Regions from separate parts of the Drosophila melanogaster genome. Here region 1 is linked to region 2. Evidence: chromatin contacts called from public Hi-C data. All regions are on one chromosome and are shown on one strand. The core of a region is the stretch at or near the end of the contact, and the rest is flanking DNA. Distances in the headings are between cores, read along the strand shown.

Region 1 (3,067 bases), core at 440-2,939, 2.9 Mb after region 2:
AATTCGGCATACGCCAGTGATTTTTTAAATATAAACAATGGTTTCGTCTAGCTGAAACTAGCTTCCTTTCTGATTTTTAATTATACAAATTCCAAAATTCATTGGAAAACAAAATGTTCCGAAACTCAAAAGAATGAAAATTTTGGAAGCCCATATTAAAAAAAAAAACGAGACCTGTAATCATTTCCAGTTCTGGTTCCCATTCAATTGATGACACTTGTGCGAAATCAGAGTTTATGCGAATACAAATAATCGTTTATTGCGAAACAAACCCGAAAATAAACGCGGATGATAATCTTTTGACTCACTGCACTGGTTCTATGCATGGGGCTTAGCCCCCAAAAAATGGCTAGATAGTACAAGTTACCCCACGACCAGTGGCGCGGTTTCCACTGCTTCCGCTCTTTGTAGCCCTTTTTCGGGCTCTTCTGCTGCGCTTCGTTCTTCGTTCGTGCTTCTTCTTCTCCGACTTCATCGCCGCCGTCTCCTTTGCCGCTCTCTTTGTAAGTGCAGCTCACTCCCACTCGCATATGTACATACAGAGCCCGGAATACTTGGAGTGCACTGCTCCCTCGCGCAATTTATGTTCTGTTCGAGTACATATGCCGCATACATATGTACGTGTGCGAGTGTAGGAGGTTGTCAGAGGTCAGTCTCATCGCCGCATGTATGTAGGTATGTACATGCATACAAACACCCGTTCCAATTGCCAATCCATTCCCCGTGGCGTTCTGCAGAAACTAGATTTCCCGCTCTCTCTCGGTCCCGTTCGCTGGTTCTTTGTCTCTCTCGCTCTCCCGCTGGCTAAAACTGGTTGAGTGAGTTTTTTCGGCTGGCCGCTTTTGTCGGCTTGGTTCGTTCGTTCCGTTCCCGTTCGTTTCCGTTCCTCGTTCCGCGTCTTGTAAAATTCTTCTTCGCCATGCTGGTTCATTCTCATTCAGTTCTTAACACTCGCCGGATAAACAACAGTTTGGCGCTTGTTCGCGTTCACTTCCCGTCGCGTTCAGAGAGAATACACTACTACTGCTGCTGCTAGTGTGTGTGCGTGCGTGTGAACTGTGCGAAAAGAAGCAATATAAAGTATTAATACTAGTGGAATATTAAGTAAATCTAAGTGCAACAGAAACATACACATACCTAGCCTATGTACGTATGCTACAAGATATACATATCTGCAGCAAATAAATGTTAACTCAGTATACAAGCGAACAAAAGCACCAGAAACAAATTGTTTAGTTTTGCTGCTCATTCTTCTTCTTCCACCGATGCCGTAGAGTTCATCAACTTGTTTAGAATCGCGTACGTGACTGTATGTATGCCTGTGTGAGTGAGTGACAGTGTGTTGGTGCTGCCTTTTTCCTGCTGCGCTTCCTCTTGCTCGTGCATCTATCTCTTTCTGGCGGCGCATCACTTGCATTGTTGCTGTTGCTGTTTGTTGCAATGCAACAAAACATTTTATTCTTGCCTTTTCCCCCTCCTGGTCTTCGCCTCCTTTGGCGTTTGTTTATGAGCGTGTTTGTGTATGTGTGTTTGTTCTTTTCGACGTCCGCGCGCATTGTTGTTATTTGCTTGCATTAACTTCTACGTTTCTACGCTTTTGTTATTATTATCTCATTTCTTATTTAGCTCTGCGCCACAGTCTGCTCTCCACAGTCACGGCCAGCAGTTGGTGTAAAAGTGTAATGTTGATGCTCGCCAAAGACATAAATAAAATAAGAGTGAAAAATGTAGAAAATCTAAGATATTTTTTCAGTTTGTGCAATACTACAAATTCGCTTGTACATATCCCCTCGACCTTAACTTTGCTTTCATATTCTCTTTCTGCGGAATACTATTCTGTATATTCCCCTGGTCAATAACCACTGTATTTGCAAGAGCAAACAATAATCTGATAATGATGAAATGGTTTATCAACCTCTGAAGCCTAGAGGTGTGCACACTTCCTTCAACTCCAATGCGCGACGACCTTCCCCCGGCCAAAAAGTCCGAAAGTCGAGCCTATTTATCGCGACACAACTGTTCAAACAATTCCCCAACAACATTCGATTCGCGTCGGCAGCGACTGTGTTCATGGGTATTGTTGTGGATATCGTTATTGTTATTGCATTTGTTGTTGCTGTTGCCGCTGCGATGCGGAAGAATAAAACACGAGTTTGTTTTCTTGTTTCTGTGTGTATTTTAAACCAAAATTATTACGGCAATGTTCTTTAAACTTAATCACTGTAGACTGACAGACTGATCGACGTGCAAACCACGCTTGGGGCTTCTCATTAATATACGAACTGCCGGTTCGAGTGAGTTAGTGAGTGCCTGTTTTATTTACGCCGAAAGCAAAAACACAAGAGGCGAAAACAAAACCGAAACCAAAATCTAAAAACGTGTTTCAAATTTGTTCCTATCTGTGTTGTGTCTCTGGGTCCAGTATTTGGGGTTTGGCGTACAAGCATGTGGATATGGATACGAGCAGAACGGAAAGACGAAACATAACATATCGAATGCTATTTACTCCATGTGTCTTGTTTCACGCTCGATTTGCGTCGCCAGCAGAGCTAAGAAATAAAAAACTACGCTTACTGATTAAAAAAGCTGTCGCCGGGCTTTATATTTTGCGTCGAACTGATTGTGTGCAGTGATTACTCGGAAGCGGGAATTAGAAAGGACCCCGGCCAGATATTTATTTGATTAAAAAATGCAAAAGCATGCTGCTAGCAACAGAAAAGAAGATTGTTTAAATTAATCATAAAATTGCACTAGTTTTTGCACTAGTTTACACTTTATACTTTATCGTAAACACCAGCTCGGGCAACCTTTTTGAAAACTCGAGAATTTACTGTTTATAAATAGGTACAACTGTACCCTAAACAAACAGAAGGGTTGAACAATTATAATTTTATGTTTTTTTCCTTGTTTTTCTAGCTCGTTACTGTATTGTTTGGAGCAGTCGAAAGTAATCTTCTTGGGTTTACCTAAAGACTTACAAGTCTGATCTAATTCACTTTTATTCGCATTCGCCCAGTGATCACTGTAGATTACCAGCTGCTTTGAAGATTTTCTGATTTACAATTCA
Region 2 (3,009 bases), core at 470-2,969:
AAGGAAAAGGGAGAAGCATGTAAATAAAGTCGAAGCAAAATCATCTGATGATACGAATTTACCGGTACAGCTGATTTCATTTCAACTATGAACGCGAAAGAAGAAATAGAAATGTTGATTAGGCAACGCACGATAAGCGAGGAGGCGAGAAAGAGAGAGGGAGTGCGGGTGCGCAGCTGTTTTCTACCTCCATTAATTTGAACATATGAGCTAGAGCAAGAGCAGCAGAATAGGAAAGAGCCTGAGAAGAGAGAGAGGAGCTGAGAGCGAAACGCGATCGACGAACACAGAAAATAGCAAAAGCAGCTGTAACAAATTAAACCAAATATTTTAGGAAAAAGCAAAATGGTGAAAATAAAAACATACAAAATTATTTCAAAAGATCGCTTAAAGTCATTTATGTATCATACATATGTATCAAAGGTACAAATATTTGAGAAACTAAAAATACACCTCCATAATAGTATAGAAAAACCAAAAATGTATTTTTAATATTGTGGCTTCTACTGAACTCTACACTTCTAAAGTTAAAGCAAATAAAAAATCATCGTTTCTAACAGCTGTACCCTTGACTCATGTTTGTGCCATCACTGTTGCCCGTCTGCCGACACTGCTGACAAATTGACAAAACAGCCGTTTTACAATATGGACGCCGAAAGGCAGAGCGTAAAAACAGCAACAACACAAACGCTGGACGAGAGCGGCGGAAAAAAAGAGAGGATGTTGAGAAGGGGGCACAGACACGAACGACGAGACAAAAAAGGAGCACATTTATTCCAGCAACAAGAAAACGGCATGGAAATGGAATGGAATGCGACACACGCTAGCTTGCATGTGTGTGAGTGAGAGATGGGTCTTAATGGTGGTGGTGTTTTTGTGCCGTATTTGTTTTGTCGGCAAAACGGCGGCAAAAAGCAAACGAGAGAATTAGAGAGAGCGCGAGTGATACGGTGACGGAGAAAAGGGAGAGCACTAGCAAAGTAGTAAAAATAATCAATAATTTGCGTGATAAAAATGCAAGCCAAGCTGTTGACTCGCCTTGTTTTTATTTGAAACAAAAGAGATTTCGATTAAGATGCAAACTTACTGCAATTCCTCATCCAATTCCTCGGCGCTGTTGTATTCGGCGTGCTCTAGAATAACTTCCTCCGTTTTGATGGCAACCGGTACGGCGGACATGTTTAATCGTGTTTGTGTATTTGCTTACTATCGTGGCCAAAATGTCTGTGCCACGTGGTTTTTGTTGTTGCGCTGCTACTGCTGCTGCTTGACGGCTACATAAACATTTGCAATTTATTTATAGCCTGTTAACTTTATTGTATTTCGAACATACACATGCGTCAGCTGGTCTCAGCTGCTTTTTGTATTTAGCGGCAAATTGTTTGCCCGTCTCACTCACACTCGCACACACTAGCACTGCACACACAAGAGAGAGAGAGAGAGATGGGGATGGAGAGCGACTCTTAGCGCGTCCAAAAGTTCTTCAATTCACTATTCTGCACTCTATGACTTTTGCGCTCTTAGTGAGCATGAGATTTGCGTATTCAAATTCGCAGATGTTTTTTGTTTTAATTTGCCACCGCACTGGCACCAACACACGCGCGCTAATAGATTTCTGTAGACGGCGAATTGGCTGCACTGTACGATTTTTCCGATCGGAAGATGCGATATCCGTCCGGTCCGCTACGTGCGTTCAATTCGGCGATAAACAGCAGAGTGACCACGGCTGCCAAGGAAAAAATCGCACATAGGGAAATACATTGATGGCACTATCGATTACATTGATGCCACTGCGATATTTCGTATTTTTGCGCTTCACAACACTGAATTTTCGTTTGCTAAGGCGCCACCTATCTGCTTAATGTTTATATCCACCAATACGCCATCTGAATGGGTAAATTTGCAAAAATTGAAGACCGCGTTGTCCCAAAAAATTTCATAACTTTATTAATTTTAAACTAAAACTGAACTCCAAATATTTAAGTATTACAATATTTAAACATCGAAATAAGCGCAATTTCTACATTTTCTTTGTGAATATTGTGAATTATGTTTTCGCCGCTATTAGCCAACCGGTATTATGAATTTTCTTTCCGCAGCGAAAATTCGCCCAGTATTATGAATTCGCTTTTCGCCGTTAATATTCGCTGTGTTTCTGTGAGTTCGCTTTTCGCCGCTTGAATTCGCTGTTCGTTAAGATTGGTTTCGAATCCTTTTAGCAAAGACTCAACCCAAAACTGTGCAAACAGAGTGGCCAGCCAGCGAAAAAAAATTAAAAAGATTAGGTCGCAAAAAAAACCCTATCGCCTAAAACCATTTTCATAATATTTACCGTCGCACTGCATTAAATTATTTCATCGAATCTCCAGTTAATCGGCATTTTGAAGCACAAGAAGCACTTCTCGAATCAACCGAAAGCCGGAGAATGTAAAGATGTTAAATTACATCAAGAGGCACGCCAGTGAGTTAAAGAAATTAAAGAAATTTCGCTGCTGTTTTCACCCAACTCCCCTTCCCCGTTTCTTCTTCACCCCTCTTCCTCTTCTGTTGACACCAATTATATTTGGTTTTTTGTTGATTTTTATTTAGGCCGACGTCGCAGCAGCCAAGATGCCACGGATGCCATTTGTGGCCAAATGCCAGCGTATGATGTGGACACCAACGACGTTGCTGGAGCTGGTGATGCAGCCAACGCTCACAAACGACACTCGCTGCGCTCCACAACCAGTTTCTGCGACGAAGTGTTCCTAGAAGCGGAGGAGGAGGGCGGCGTGGGAACCACAGGAGGAGGAGGAGGAGGAGGAGGTGGTGGTGGTGGTGGAGGAGCCCCCTCCGATGGCATCAGTCTCGCCAGCAACGATGGTAATTACCTCATTGCCCATTGTTCAATTGCTCATCACGTTGGCACCTTTGAAACTGAAATGATTGGCAAATCGCAGCGTTATTCTCGACTTTCCATGATAAAACGTAGATAACACTGTTAATGCTTATAAGGAGCGATTCCACGTA

Evidence for each region. Hi-C and Micro-C count contacts between places; a contact is called where the count stands out from the background.
Region 1: a Hi-C map of the Kc167 cell line shows a contact between it and region 2, with 3 times the contacts expected there. The contact joins the promoter of lncRNA:CR44977 here to the promoter of crp in region 2. A contact is called at or near these places in 2 of 107 Hi-C or Micro-C datasets (the Kc167 cell line and eye imaginal disc).

The regions. Positions count from the first base shown.
Region 1 is chr2L:19,157,610-19,160,676 of dm6, forward strand. It overlaps lncRNA:CR44977 (long non-coding RNA:CR44977), which reads right to left and starts at 1,690. Exons shown (of 2, transcript NR_124379.1): 1 at 1,138-1,690; 2 at 259-1,056. The region is part of intron 2 of brat (brain tumor); the gene reads left to right.
Region 2 is chr2L:16,286,011-16,289,019 of dm6, forward strand. It overlaps crp (cropped), which reads right to left and starts at 1,720. Exons shown (of 3, transcript NM_001299047.1): 1 at 1,088-1,720. The coding sequence starts at 1,179. pkaap reads left to right here and starts at 2,280. Exons shown (of 4, transcript NM_135939.3): 1 at 2,280-2,461; 2 at 2,590-2,862. The coding sequence starts at 2,434.